2 separate regions of the Macaca mulatta genome follow, and region 2 is linked to region 1. Evidence: chromatin contacts called from public Hi-C data. All regions are on one chromosome and are shown on one strand. The core of a region is the stretch at or near the end of the contact, and the rest is flanking DNA. Distances in the headings are between cores, read along the strand shown.

Region 1 (6,587 bases), core at 2,260-4,759:
CTAGAACTAAGTTCAGCAAAGCTTAGAGGATACAAGATAAACATACAAAATTAAATTGCATTTCTATATATTAACAATGAACATATAGACACAAAATTAAAAATGTAATACTATTTACAGCTGCTAAAAAGGACATGCATGTAAACCTAACAAAATATGTACAAGACGCACACTGCAAATGACAGAATGCTGATGAAGGAAATCAAAGAAGATCTAATAAATGGAGAGCATACTGTGTTCATACATTACAAACTTCAATATAAGAAAGATGTCAACTTCCCCAAATTGATACACAGACTTCCTGTCAAACTTTCAGCAAGATTTTTGTAAATATAGATTATTCTAAAATGTATGTGGAAAGGCAGAGGAAATAGAATAGCTAAAACAATTTTAAAAAAGAACAAGGTGGGAGGAGTCATCTGATTTTAAGACATTATATCATTTTAAAGACTGTATTGATGTTGGTGGAGGAATAGATACATAGGTTAATGGAACAAGATGGAGGACCCAGAAGCAGACCACTCAAATATGTCCAACTGATTTTTGACAAAGATGCAAAGCAACTCAATAGATAAAGGCTAGCCATTTCAACAAACGGTGCTTGTGATAGCTAATACTGAGTGTCAACGTGATTGGATTGAAGGATGAAAACTACCTCAGACCCCCGTGTGTACTCTAGTCCAATAAGCCATAGTACATAGAAACACAATGGAAAATAATATTTTTACATTTAAAAGCTGTTTCACACAATCTCTCTTTTGTTTTGCTTTTTTTGGCCACAATCCTGAGAAGTGGGTATTATCATCCCAATTTTCAGGTAAGGACTTTGAGGCTTTTGAGTGTTAAATTGTTATGGACAATGCTAGTAGATAGGAGAGCTGGGACTTGAACTCAGATCTTCTTACTCTAAGTTCTGTGTTCCTTTGAGGATAGTATTCCTTGATGATAGCACTTTGGATAGCACTCCTGTGGTGGCATTGCTTTGACCTGATAGCTTTGACACCAAAAAGGAGGAAAAAGGAGAAATGATGGTTTAGCTTTACTTTTATAAATGCTTGTTAGTGGGAGGGACCCCATCTCATCAATAATGCGACATTTTCCCTTGAAATGTCTCACCCAGCTCATAGGTGTGCCTATTTAAAACATGCAAGGCAAACATGGAGCAAACGTTTCACAAATAACCTTTCGTCCCGCATTTGAGATCTTTGGCAGTTTTACTTTCTTCCCCCACATTTGCCTTTGTTATCCCAGAATGCCTCTGTCTGCTTGTGTTTCTTCAGATGTGCACACCATTACCTGACCTCTGTAGAATGCCTTTCCTATTCTCCCAGGCTTAAAGCTCTTCTATGGACTACCTCCTTCCTGCCTTCTTCTCCAGACTTACCTCTAAATTTAAGATTCCTGCACTTTTGCTGGTCTGGCCTTCAGATTTCACTCATGCCAATCAACTGGCCTGTTGAGCTCTCTCCTTCTCTTCTTCCTCGAACCTGCCTTGATAGATTCATCCCTAGGTGTTCACTTTCCCTAGAATTATTGCCTATTCTTACTACACTTAGTAAACATTTTTTGTTATTATTTATCTTTCTATGTAAGGACCTTGTAACTCAAAGTGTTGGTACCTTGAGCATAGGAGTCCTACCCTGCACCTAGGCTGGTACTTAAACAGGATACGTGGTCAAAGAAAATTTAGTCGAATATATTCTTAACTCCACTAAAAACCATTTTTAGAGGCATGGCAAGATGGGAGGTTGATTTATTCTTTATTTTCCCTCTTTGTCACATATATACTAGGTTCACTAAAGTATTTTGTATGTAGTGATGAGCTCTGGGTTTGGAGATAAAGGACCTGGTTTCAAATTCTGTCTGCCTTGTATTAGCTGTGTAGCCTTGGACAAGTCACTTAATTTATTTTTATGTAAGTTTCTTCAGCTGGAAAATGGGGTAGGAATACCTAGGCCCCCCACAGTGTTGTAGTGAGAACCGAATGAGATAATGCTTGTGAAATAATTTACCAATCTGTAAAGCACTGTGTAAAGGATTATAAACACTGCCTCCTCCTGTGTTTCCCCTGACACCTTTTATGCTTTCATCCTTCTAAGAAGCAGTTGTTTGTGCATGGGGATCACCTGGCATTCTTGTTGCAGCACTCCATTATAACCCTCAGCACAGAAGTTTGCCAATCGACTTCAGTGGGATGTGAGAAGTGAAAAGTGCATTTGATTCTCACTAAGATGCCTTGGGTCAGATTCAACAAATGCCATTTACTTGAATGCCTTTTATTTGCTTTTACTGCCTGCCCCCCCTGCCAAAATCTTCATCTATTTGTTCATTTGTTCATTTATTCATTTTCTCATTTAATGTAATTGTTTTGAGTGCCTACCAGGGTCATGAAACATGTTAGATACCCAAGAAGTAAAGTGAGTACTTCAAGATATTCACATTGTACTGAGTGTAACAGACACACAAAAACTATAGTGGATATAAGAACTATAATAGGATATATAGGATACACTGTGTACAGAGGTAGGAAAGATCATTTCTGCGAAGTGAGGGAGTGTGTATCATGAAAGGCTTCAAAAGAGGTGATAGTCTATCTCGAAAACTAAGTAGGAGGAGAACTAAGGTAGAGGCAATGCAGGTGAAAGAAACAGCTTTCACAGCAGGTGAAACAAAAAAAGCGCTCTGGGAACCATTGTTAGCTCAGCCTGTGATTTCATTCATTCTATTACAGTGGATTAAATTACCTGTTATTTGCCAAACTCTATACCAGTTTATGGGGTTACAGGGGTCAGTGTAGGCATGGGGGTGGATGGTGAAGTAGCAAAGGAAAACTAGCCACATTATGAAGAGCCTCGAACAGCCATTTTACTCCACGCCAGTACACATGGGAAAGAGTTGAAAGGATATGTGAACCTGCTGCCACCAATTCCTTTATTATTCACTGGAACTGTTTCAGCCAGAGAAGATAGACACAGTACTGGGCTTCACTGAAGACTGGGTGGCGCTGTCTTTAGGGGCAGGTTAATAATATACACCTAAGGGACAAGAACACTTACACCCGAGGAAATTAGAATAGTGAACAGACACGTGGACAAATGTGCCATCTTATCAGTTTAAAGAAGCAAAAATGTAAACAAAGCGGCACCTAGTAAGATAGAAGACAAAGCAGAACATCTAAGGCTGTTAGGTAATGGGGAAGCAGGTGCCTTAGAAAACAAGAAGGGCAAATGCAAAAAACCTCTAAGGCAAGAGTTCGGTGGGGAATCTGCGGGATTCTGTGTGCTGAAGCGTAGGAGGCACGAGTCACCTCTGCAGTCTCCGTTACCAAAGGGGCAAGGGGTGCCGGTAAGGCCGGTGCACCCTGGCGGAAGGTAGCGGGCAAAGCGCCTCGGCGTCTCTAGGCAACCGATCAGCCCGCCCACTCCAGAGTAACTTCCTCGTAATTGGCTCACGAATTCACCAATGGACGCACAGGGGGAGCTTCCCGCCACCTCTGGCGCCCGCTTTCAAACAGCCGTACTTTGCAACTGCGGGCGGACTTGTCAACCAAGCTTGAGGAAGGCGGAGACTTCTGCTTCCTCGCTCTGCCCCGAGCCGGCACGGCTCCGCCCACCGGGCGAGCTTCTAGTCGGCGATTGAAGGAGGCGACTGCTCCTTAAGGGCCTCCGCCCCGTGGGTTCGGTTGTGACTAGGAAGGAGCTAGTGGACTACAACCAGGGTAAGGGGGTTTGCTAGAAGTTGGTCTTCCGCCAGGGCTAGAGTTTCCTCGCGGTAACAGCCTGCGTGGCCTCTGGTGAGTTCTGATTCACGGGTGGGCTTGGACCTGGGGTTAGAGGAGTTGCGGGGTCCTCGGGATCCTGGCTGAGGGTTCCCCGGGGGCTGACCTGCCCTCTCCCCAAATCCCGCGGTGGTGGACTGCCCGCAAGTTGCGGGCTCAGCTTTTACCTTTAACGTGTCATTTAGACCTCTTCATTCCTCCAATATCCTATTTAGAAGCGACATATGGGAAGCCCGCCTCGTTTCCAAACTGCTGGGGTCGCCCCGAGACCCTACTCTGCGGACCCCGCCTTGGTCACCCTGGCGTTACTCCTGGCTCACAGTAGGTGCTGTGTGCACGTGTGTTGACCGAGTACAAGTGATGCTGGCACCCAAAGCCAGCAGTCCTGGGTTATGGGCCCCGTGTGGCTTTGGTCATGTTTGTAGTGCTGTAGCTGACGCCAAACAGTTCCTCAAGGTCATTCGCTTAGCCTGTGGATGCCTATTGTGTATTAGCATTACTCGCTCCGCTCTCTGAGCAACTTAAATCAATTTGTCCAAAGTGCTGTCATTAGCACTGATCACAAGATGTTGTGATCATTTGTTTATATGTCTATTTTCTTTCCCTCCATCACGTCCCGTTAAACTTTGTAATCTTGAACAGTGCTTGGTAAATTGTTGAATGAATGAATAGGGCGCCTCCACCAGGTGTTGCAAGTCTAAACTGAGCTGTGTGCTCTGGCTATTTCCATTCTAGAAGGCGAGTTATGTCAGCAAGTAAGTAGAATTTCCCAACTCCCAGTGCAATTCTTAGAGACCCCTTTTGTGGGGGTTTATAACCCTTTCTATATCGTAGTCATGAACTCGAGTCTGATTTAAGCCTGTTATCACCATATACCTTCATAGTGCGTGACAATGAACATGCACTCCCCAGGCAGGTGAATGCGCTCAACTAAAGAGAAGCTGAAGTAGAAGCCATAAGAAAAGCATAAGACATACAGTCTGAAAGTGCAAAGGAGTGGCTTATTCTATGGGGGAACAGGCTTGGAAAGGCATCTTGAAGGAGGGTGGCATTTTTGTTCCATAGGAAGTTGCATTATTTGAAGTGACATTTCTCATAGGCTGCACACTCACCTTTTCTCAGATATGCGGAATCCTCTTTATTCCCGTAACCTCTTCGGTAGCTGTCAGACTCCTATTCATCAGTAATCATGTCATAATAATAATAAAACTAGAATGTATTGATTGGTACATAGTGCTAATTACTTTACATGTATTATCTTGTGAATCCTCAGAATCAATCTTTGAAGTAGGTATTATTTCTACCCCCATTTCATTAACGAAGAGGCAGAAACGGTTTGCTCAAGACTGCACTGCTGATAAATAAAAGAGCCAGAATTGAGCTCAGGTTGTCTGAATGAGTGCCCTCATTCTTAGAGCCAGTTATAGCCATATTGTGTCCTTTAAGATTTATTTCTAATCTAAAAGCTCTTTTTTTTCTGTAAAAATTCTCTAAACTATCCTTTCTTCTTAGGAAAAGTTAATTTGTGCTTTGTACTTTCATCTACTACGGAATTTATTACAATATGTTATTGTAACTGTTTATATCAGTGGCTCTAAGAGAGGATGAGCAGAGACAGTGAGCTCCTCATGGCTGGTACCATGTTTTAGATGTATCTAGGATGTGATCTGGAACACAGTGGGTATTCAATAAAATTTTATTGAAATAATGAATTCCTATAAGGTAACATGCCTGTATCATATTCAGTCAACAAATATTTGTTATGTGCCTACCATGTGCAAGCGGGTAGATACATTTTAATTCTGCCTTCAGGGTGCTTATAGTTTATTAGATGAGGCGAAAACAATACTACTTTTGCTTTGTAATCTTTTGTCTAAATAAACACTGATTGGTTTTGTTGCAAGGAGGGCAGAGAAAATCAGGGACAACGAAAGAAATGCTGGGTCAGAGCATCCATCGGAGTGTAACAACAGGACATACTTTTTGTAGTCTTGTTAAGGGTTCAGAAAAAGTTATCTAGGAAGAAAGTCTACCAGTCTGCTACTGAAAAAGAAAACCAAAACATACTGTACACTTATTCTGCATCTTGATTTCTTAAGTGGTCAGCCTTGAGTCAATAGATATAGAAAATTTTCATTATTTTTACTAGTGGTATAGTATGACAAATTCAAAAATAATTTTACTAGTGCAAATGTTCATTTTCAATATATTAATTTTGATAGTTTTCAAGATGGTTTAGCAGTTCATATTTTCACCAGCAACTCATGAGCCATACAAAATACAAAATAGTCACCACTGGTTGATAATTTTTTTTTTTTTCAATCTAGTGGTTGTTGAAAGTGGCATATCGTTGTTTAAATGACACTTTTTTGAAACATCACGAGCTTAAGCATCTTTTCAAACTAATTGATTTACACTTTTTAAAATAAATTGTCATATCAGTCACCCAATTTTATATTGGATTGTCTGTCTTTTTAAGAATTTTATATTGGGACTTTGTGAGGTGCTTTGCAAATATTTTTCTGATTCTCATTTTTCTGGACTTTGTTAGTGATGTATTTTTTCTTTTTTTTCTTTTTCTTTTCTTTTCTTCTTTTGGGGATGGAGTCTTGCTCTGTTGCCCAGGCTGGAGTGCAGTGGTGTGATCTCAGCTCACTGCAAGCTCCGCTTCCCGGGTTCACGCCATTATCCTGCCTCAGCCTCCCGAGTAGCTGGGACTACAGGCGCCCACCACCACGCCCGGCTGATTTTTTTGTATTTTTGGTAGAGGCGGGGTTTCACCATGTTAGCCAGGATGGTCTCGATCTCC
Region 2 (6,587 bases), core at 2,845-5,344, 61 kb before region 1:
TTGTGAGAAAGGCAACTAAAATGTTTAAGAAATGAACACAGCGAAGATTAGAGACCTTGTGGATACAGCACAAGAAAAGGATTAATTAAATCCTTAACGCTACCACTGGAAGTTCTAAAATAAATACAAAGAAATATTAATGCTTTCCCCATCCCCACTTAATTTCTAAGATATACTTTGGACTAAAAACAAAGGTTCAAGTTTATGGATATATTCATAGATGATAGCATTTATGGAACAGATAGTTCACATTTATCTTTGGTCACTGAGAACATCAAGAATATAACCATTCGTTCCCAGAAAATATTTTACAAACCTCCAGAGGCAGAAAATATTAAACATGTAATGCTTGCAATTTTTAAATATTACCATATTTCAAGATGGGAAAATACACTTTTGCAAGGGTAAGTTATAGGTATTTCCTTGTTTCAAAATTCAAGCGACAGACTTTATTGACATACTTTAATATAGTATTTTAGGGCCTCAAGCAAAAACATCAGAGTCTCAGTAGCTCACACTCCCACTAATTCTTTACTGATTTCTACAACTCTAACAGATACTGAATTCAGAAGGGTAATAGAGTTAAGGTAAAACAGGCAAAAACTGAGACATCCTTTAGTCTCTACAAGGAGAGGCAACTTGAGATATTTAGAGGCCAAGTAGGTAACGCAAGCTGTGTAAGCACAAGAAAAAACAATGGTGCAAGCCCAATGATAAATATCAAGTGCTACCTGGCCTCTATGTTGGGGAGATAACACTGACACTTGGCAAACAGAAGACCTTCCTTGTCTAAAGGTGAATCAGATGTTTTTGTTTGTTTGTTTGCTTTTTTGTCTGTTTGGTTTTGGGCTACATAGGTCTATAGGTCAAAGGCTCCCAGATCTTTTACTTTAAAAAAATAATAATAAAAAGGTAAGAATCTAGATTTTTAGCTGCTATCTCTGTACTGAGATGTTGGTCTCTTAAAATTATAAGCATGAACCAAACAAAATAGATCTGTGGCCTGAAGATAGCCAACATGGGATATCTGATCTAAGCGAACATTTGTAATACATATGGATAAATTTGCAAAACTCTCCCTAATCACACTGTGTACTCAAAAGCTTCTTTAAATCCCCTATCTTGCAAAATCAGTTAGAATTTCCCCAGAACTCCTTTCTCTAGTTCCCTTAAATGAAGATACACACACACACACACACACAAACACACACACACTCTCACACACATCTTCATTTAGTCCTCACAATTTGTAAGGTACATCCAATTGTCCCTATTTTCAGTTCAGGACCCGAGCCCGAGAGATTAATTTCCCAGTTACTGAGCTAACAAATAGTAGAACCCAAATTTTAACCAAGTAGTCTGGTTTGTCTGTGGTAACTGCATGTAAAGGAAATACAAATGATTTTACACCCCTAAAAGGGGTGTTAAAATGTTAATTTTCTATCCTCAATAAATACAAATAAGTATTTACAATTTTCATTGTCTCTCTGCTTACTGCCTATTTTTAAGACTGAAAAACAACCGAGCCAATTGCAGAGCCCAAGTTTTTCTCCCCAAGATGGGCCTTCAGATGTAACAGGGAGTGTTTCCCACCCCCAACTCTTGTGCCCTACTTAGTCCCAGAGAGAAACAGAATCACAACCTTCTAGTTTGTGGACGTCAGATTTTTTTTCCCCAAGAGTTTATCTTTCCTAGTAAAGATAAACATCTGGAGGTAAATACAACCAGCCAGTTTATTGTGCACTAGCATACCCCCATTCAAACTAATTTACATCACAGCAATTAATTATCTATCCACACTCATCTGACCGTAGCTACAGGCTAATTGAGATAGCAGTGGAAGTGGTAGGATTAAGAAGTCTAAGCACCAACACTTTACTTCCACCATCTCTCCCTCCCAACCCAGCTAGTGTCTGAACAATTCTGATCATCCTTGTCACAGTCCTATCTTTTACAGATCTCTCTCCCCAAAAGGCAGGATGACCATAAAATAAATAATGCTCTGAATTGTCCTGTTGCATTGGATATTTGTTCTTTACTGCTATAATGGAGCAGAAGCATCTGGAACCTTTTTACTGATCATGATAAAACCTGCTGATATACTCATTTTGCTGAACATAGCCTTCTGATGTAATCATTACTCTCCTAGAACCTCAGCATCTTAGTAAGGTAACCATGGCAACATACTCATTGATAGGGCAGGTTTTCCTAGACCAGCAAATTCTTGTAGGGCAAAAACTTAATTTACAAAGTTTAATTTCCAGAAATTAATTTGTGAATTAGATAGCTGAAGCTGGATTATTTTCCCTTAATACTGGTTAACACATACAATAAAAACTAGTATAAAGTATGTATACAATATTATTAGCCAAACAAAATACACAGAACAAGAAATTTTATTATCTCCAATGCTGGTGCATAACAAATAACAAGCTTAATTAGAGGAGGAGACAGAGGGAAACTTCAGATACCAAGGTAATTTCTGGGTAGGTTTAAAACCTTTAAAAGTTGATAGAATAACTGTTCATAAAGTCTTTTTAGATATAGGGCTTTTTACTTGACAACTTTTTATTAACAGTTCTTACAATATGAAGTTCAACTAAAGTATTTCACCTTGCAAGTTAAAACAGCAAGCAAAACAAAATTTCTCTAGTATATAACAGCGTGAGCAATGGTTTCTTTGTACATTCACACACATTTAGTGTCTAGATTTGAAAGTTTTTAATTAAAGATGTCTTAATTTTTGACTTTTAAAAATGGTTATGACAATGAATTTTCTTGATTTATATATCACAGTGGCTTTATAAATGATCAAGATACATGTACAAACAAAATTTCAGACGCTCTTGGAAACACATCTTAAGATACAGAGCACATGTGATACATCTTTGAGTTTACTCATCCTTTTGGAATAATGAAGAATACTTCATTTGTCTTACACTGAAAATTTAGCCTTTGATAACTACGGCTTGACTAGATCACAAAATAGAATTTCCCAAGTTTTCTTAAACTTTCAGTCCAAATAACTCAAAAGATATGTGTCCTAGTTGGATACATTTTTTCTCATTATATAATTAATATCAGTGGGCTCTTGTATTGGCAGTTTGTCTTGGTCATGACTTATTCTTGCAAAACCATCTTTACAGCAAACAAATATGAAAGATATTTTCCCCAATGCAAGGAAAATAATCTGGATCAATAACAAAGTCAAAGCCATAGGTGTTTTAGCACATTCTTGATAACAGATTTCAACGGTCTTAAAATCTTTTTTCCTTTTTCTTTAATGATTCTCCTTTTTCACAACTGTGCAGTCACTGTCCTATTGTCTTCTATTCTGAAAAACAAATTTTTTTGAAGGTCAAGTTTTTCAATGGCACAAAACTATTTGGAATGAACCCAAAAGATAGCGGAAAGTTGGGTCCCTCCTCAAGTAGTTTCCTCCTCTTTTAACAGCATGTAACTACTCTCTATCAATAATCTCATCACAGCCGAGTTCTTCGGTCAGACGATTGACAACCATCAGTGAAAAAAGCTCTTCGATAAAAGCTAACTGATCAAACGGGGTCTTCTCATAATGCATCTGAAACCCGCCATCCAGGGCTGCTTCTCTTGTTCTCAGAAACATCTTGTCGGCTTCTTCAAGAGCAGCTGATACTCTGTAGCCGGCACCACTAAGCTGCTCCTCTTCGGGATAGTCGTAGTCGTCCTCCCAGTCATCAAATTCCTCGCCCTCGTCCTCGCTCTCGAAGTCTGCGCCCGCCACCTGGCCTGGCTGCTCCCCAGCGTTGGGCCCGTTAGCAAGGCTCCGTTTCCCCTCTGGCGCCGCCATTGGCTGGGCCTCCTCCTCCTCCATTGGGCCTTCCTCCTCGAGCTGTGGCGGGGCCCCGTTGCGGGAGGGACGCAGGGATAGCTCCCGGCTCCCGCTGCCTACCTCCATCTGCGGTAGGTCACCCTCGCCAGGCATCACATCCATTTGCAGGTCACTGCTCTCTTCATACAGCTCGGACAACTCGGCCATTTCCGACATTATGCAAACCGCTCAACCTCTCGGAAAAAGCTTCCAGCAAGATAGATGCTGCGCGGCCGTGCGTTTGTGCGCGTGCGCAAAAGCTGCGCGCTTGCGTAACCCCGCGCGCAGGCGTGGTCCTCAGGTACCGCCTCCTGCTTGGCGCGCCACTGTGGTTGGAGTAGCTCAATGTTTTTCCCGGGATGTGGGCGTCGCTTTTTGAGCTAAGTTTCCGTCGATTCGAACTTGGTATCTAGGGACCCTGTAGGCAAGAGCGTAACAGTTTCTGTGTTACTTAACCCTACTGTTGCTTGTGATGCAGCAAACTGGAAAATAACTTTACATGGCCCTCCTAACATTAATGTGCCTCCCCTCCCTTCTTCCTCCTCCCCAGGGCAATTTATCTATGTGCTGATGACTTCTAAATCCACGTTTCCAAACCAGACAACATCCATAACCACAGATCAGCATATTAAGAACTAATCCATTCTGTCCTTTTAGTGTTGTCATTTAAAAAGTTAAATTCACAAACGACATATATATTGTCCTTTTTTTTTTTTTTTTTTTTTTTTTAGTTATAGCGAAGAAATACTTGGTCCCATTTCTTTTCTCCGGGTAGGTATTTTTCCACTATTACCAACGCAGCGTGTACTCTTTAAATTCTTTTTATTTGCATTTACATGTATCTTTATGTATTCATAGCAAAATACTATTTTGTGTGTTTTTTAAAAACATGTTTTACCTGTCTTCAACTTAAAAGCCTCTGCTTTTAAGTTGTATATACTTCTATGAATTATATGACTGTGTATACTTAAGGATTCAAGCACGTTTCATTTATTCTGCACTTTATTTCTATTATTATAACATTGTAGTTACGTAGAATTATACAACTCACCATAATGTAGAATCAGTGGGAGCCCTGAGCTTGTTTTCCTGCAACTAGACGGTCCTGCAACTAGACGGTGATGAGACACAGTGACACCCAAGGTGTGTTCCTTATGTCCAGTGGATTCTGTAATCTCATTTTGGTTGCTGTTACTGTGGAAAATCCTGCCTCACAAAGATAGGATGTTGAAAATGAAAGGAGACTTTTGAGTACTTTTGTGGCAATCTCAGGATATTCCGCCTTGACTTTAATCGAGAACGTATGGAGATCTGAAGTTGTCTCAAACATACTTTTAAGGCCACCGCCATTTGCAATATCAAGCAGTTGATCCTCTTCTAGCATGGACAAAGTGGATTCACCTGGCTTATTCACAAATGGGTCACAGATCCATTCTGTCTTTTGTGGATGGGAAGTGTGATGGTTAATACCGAGTGTCAACTTGATTGGATTGAAGGATACAATTATTTATCCTTGGTGTGTGTATGAGGGTGTTGCCAAAGGAGATTAACATTTGAGTCAGTGGACTGGGAAAGGCAGACCCACCCTTAATCTGGGTGGGCACAATCTAATCAGCTGCCGGCGTGGCTAGAATATAAGCAGGCAGAAAAACGTGAAAAGAGACTGGCCTAGCCTCCCAGCCTAAATCTTTCTCCTGTGCTGGATGCTTCCTGCCCTCGAACATCGGACTCCAGGTTCTTCAGTTTTAGAACTTGGACTGGCTCTCCTCGCTCCTTAGCCTGCAGATGGCCTATTGTGGGACCTTGTGATAGTGTGAGTCAATACTTAATGAACTCCCCTTTACATATATATGTGTATATATATGTGTGTGTATATGTATATATGTGTATATATATTCCATTAGTTCTGTCCTTCTGGAGAACCCTGACTAATACGGGAAGTAATGCTCAAAATCTCTGGAAAGCTGAGATAGGTGATCATGCACCAGCTGGGAGAAAGAAGACCCTGGCTCAGTCTCTTTCAAAATCTCTGCTAATGTTTGAAATGTCAGAAATCCCAGTGTTCATTTGTCACCCCCATGATTCCAGTTTAGCTTTGAAAGCAGCCACTTTATCTGCCAACTTGAACACAGTTGTTGTTCTTCCCTGAAGTGACGGATAGAGTTCATTGAGCAGGTTGAATACGTCACACAAGTAAGCAAGTTTTGTGACCCATTCTGTGTTACTGAAATGTGCTGCCAATGGTGACTGTTTTTCTAAAAAGAAATCTCTGCAGCAGCTCTCTTAACTCGAAAACTCTGGCCGGTGATCTACCTTTAGAAAGCCATCTCACTTCTGTGTATAAGAGAAGACATTATGTGCTCTGCGTCCATCTCCTCACAGAGCTGTGCAAACAGATGTGAGTGAAGGGCATGTATAATATGGTTGATAATTTTAATCACATACTGCAAAATGTTGTTAACTTCAGGTGACATTTTCCAACTAGCCATCATTTCTGTATGGATGACACGGTGCATAGACTCACATTCAGAAGCGACCTCTTTGACCTGATTAGTGAAACCAAAATGCCATCCAGTCATGGCAACTGCTTCACCCATGCATATACCGTTGCAAAATGACTGATTCCATTTTCCTGATATGTAATTATTCAAAGACTTGAATAGTTCTGCAGCTGTGGTGCTGGTTGGCAACAAAAGTGCATATAATGTATCCTCATTCACATCCTCCTGAAAAATAT

What was found. Hi-C and Micro-C count contacts between places; a contact is called where the count stands out from the background.
Region 2: a contact with region 1 is called in a Hi-C map of CD4 T cells, with 3 times the contacts expected there. The contact joins the promoter of EID1 here to the promoter of CEP152 in region 1. A contact is called at or near these places in 2 of 14 Hi-C or Micro-C datasets (CD4 T cells and blood).

Annotation. Positions count from the first base shown.
Region 1 is chr7:26,142,510-26,149,096 of T2T-MMU8v2.0, reverse strand. CEP152 (centrosomal protein 152) reads left to right here and starts at 3,509. Exons shown (of 27, transcript XM_077939387.1): 1 at 3,509-3,718.
Region 2 is chr7:26,204,063-26,210,649 of T2T-MMU8v2.0, reverse strand. EID1 (EP300 interacting inhibitor of differentiation 1) reads right to left here and starts at 4,094. Exons shown (of 1, transcript NM_001265838.2): 1 at 2,374-4,094. The coding sequence starts at 4,027. The coding sequence ends at 3,461. All of the region lies in intron 4 of SHC4 (SHC adaptor protein 4), which reads left to right.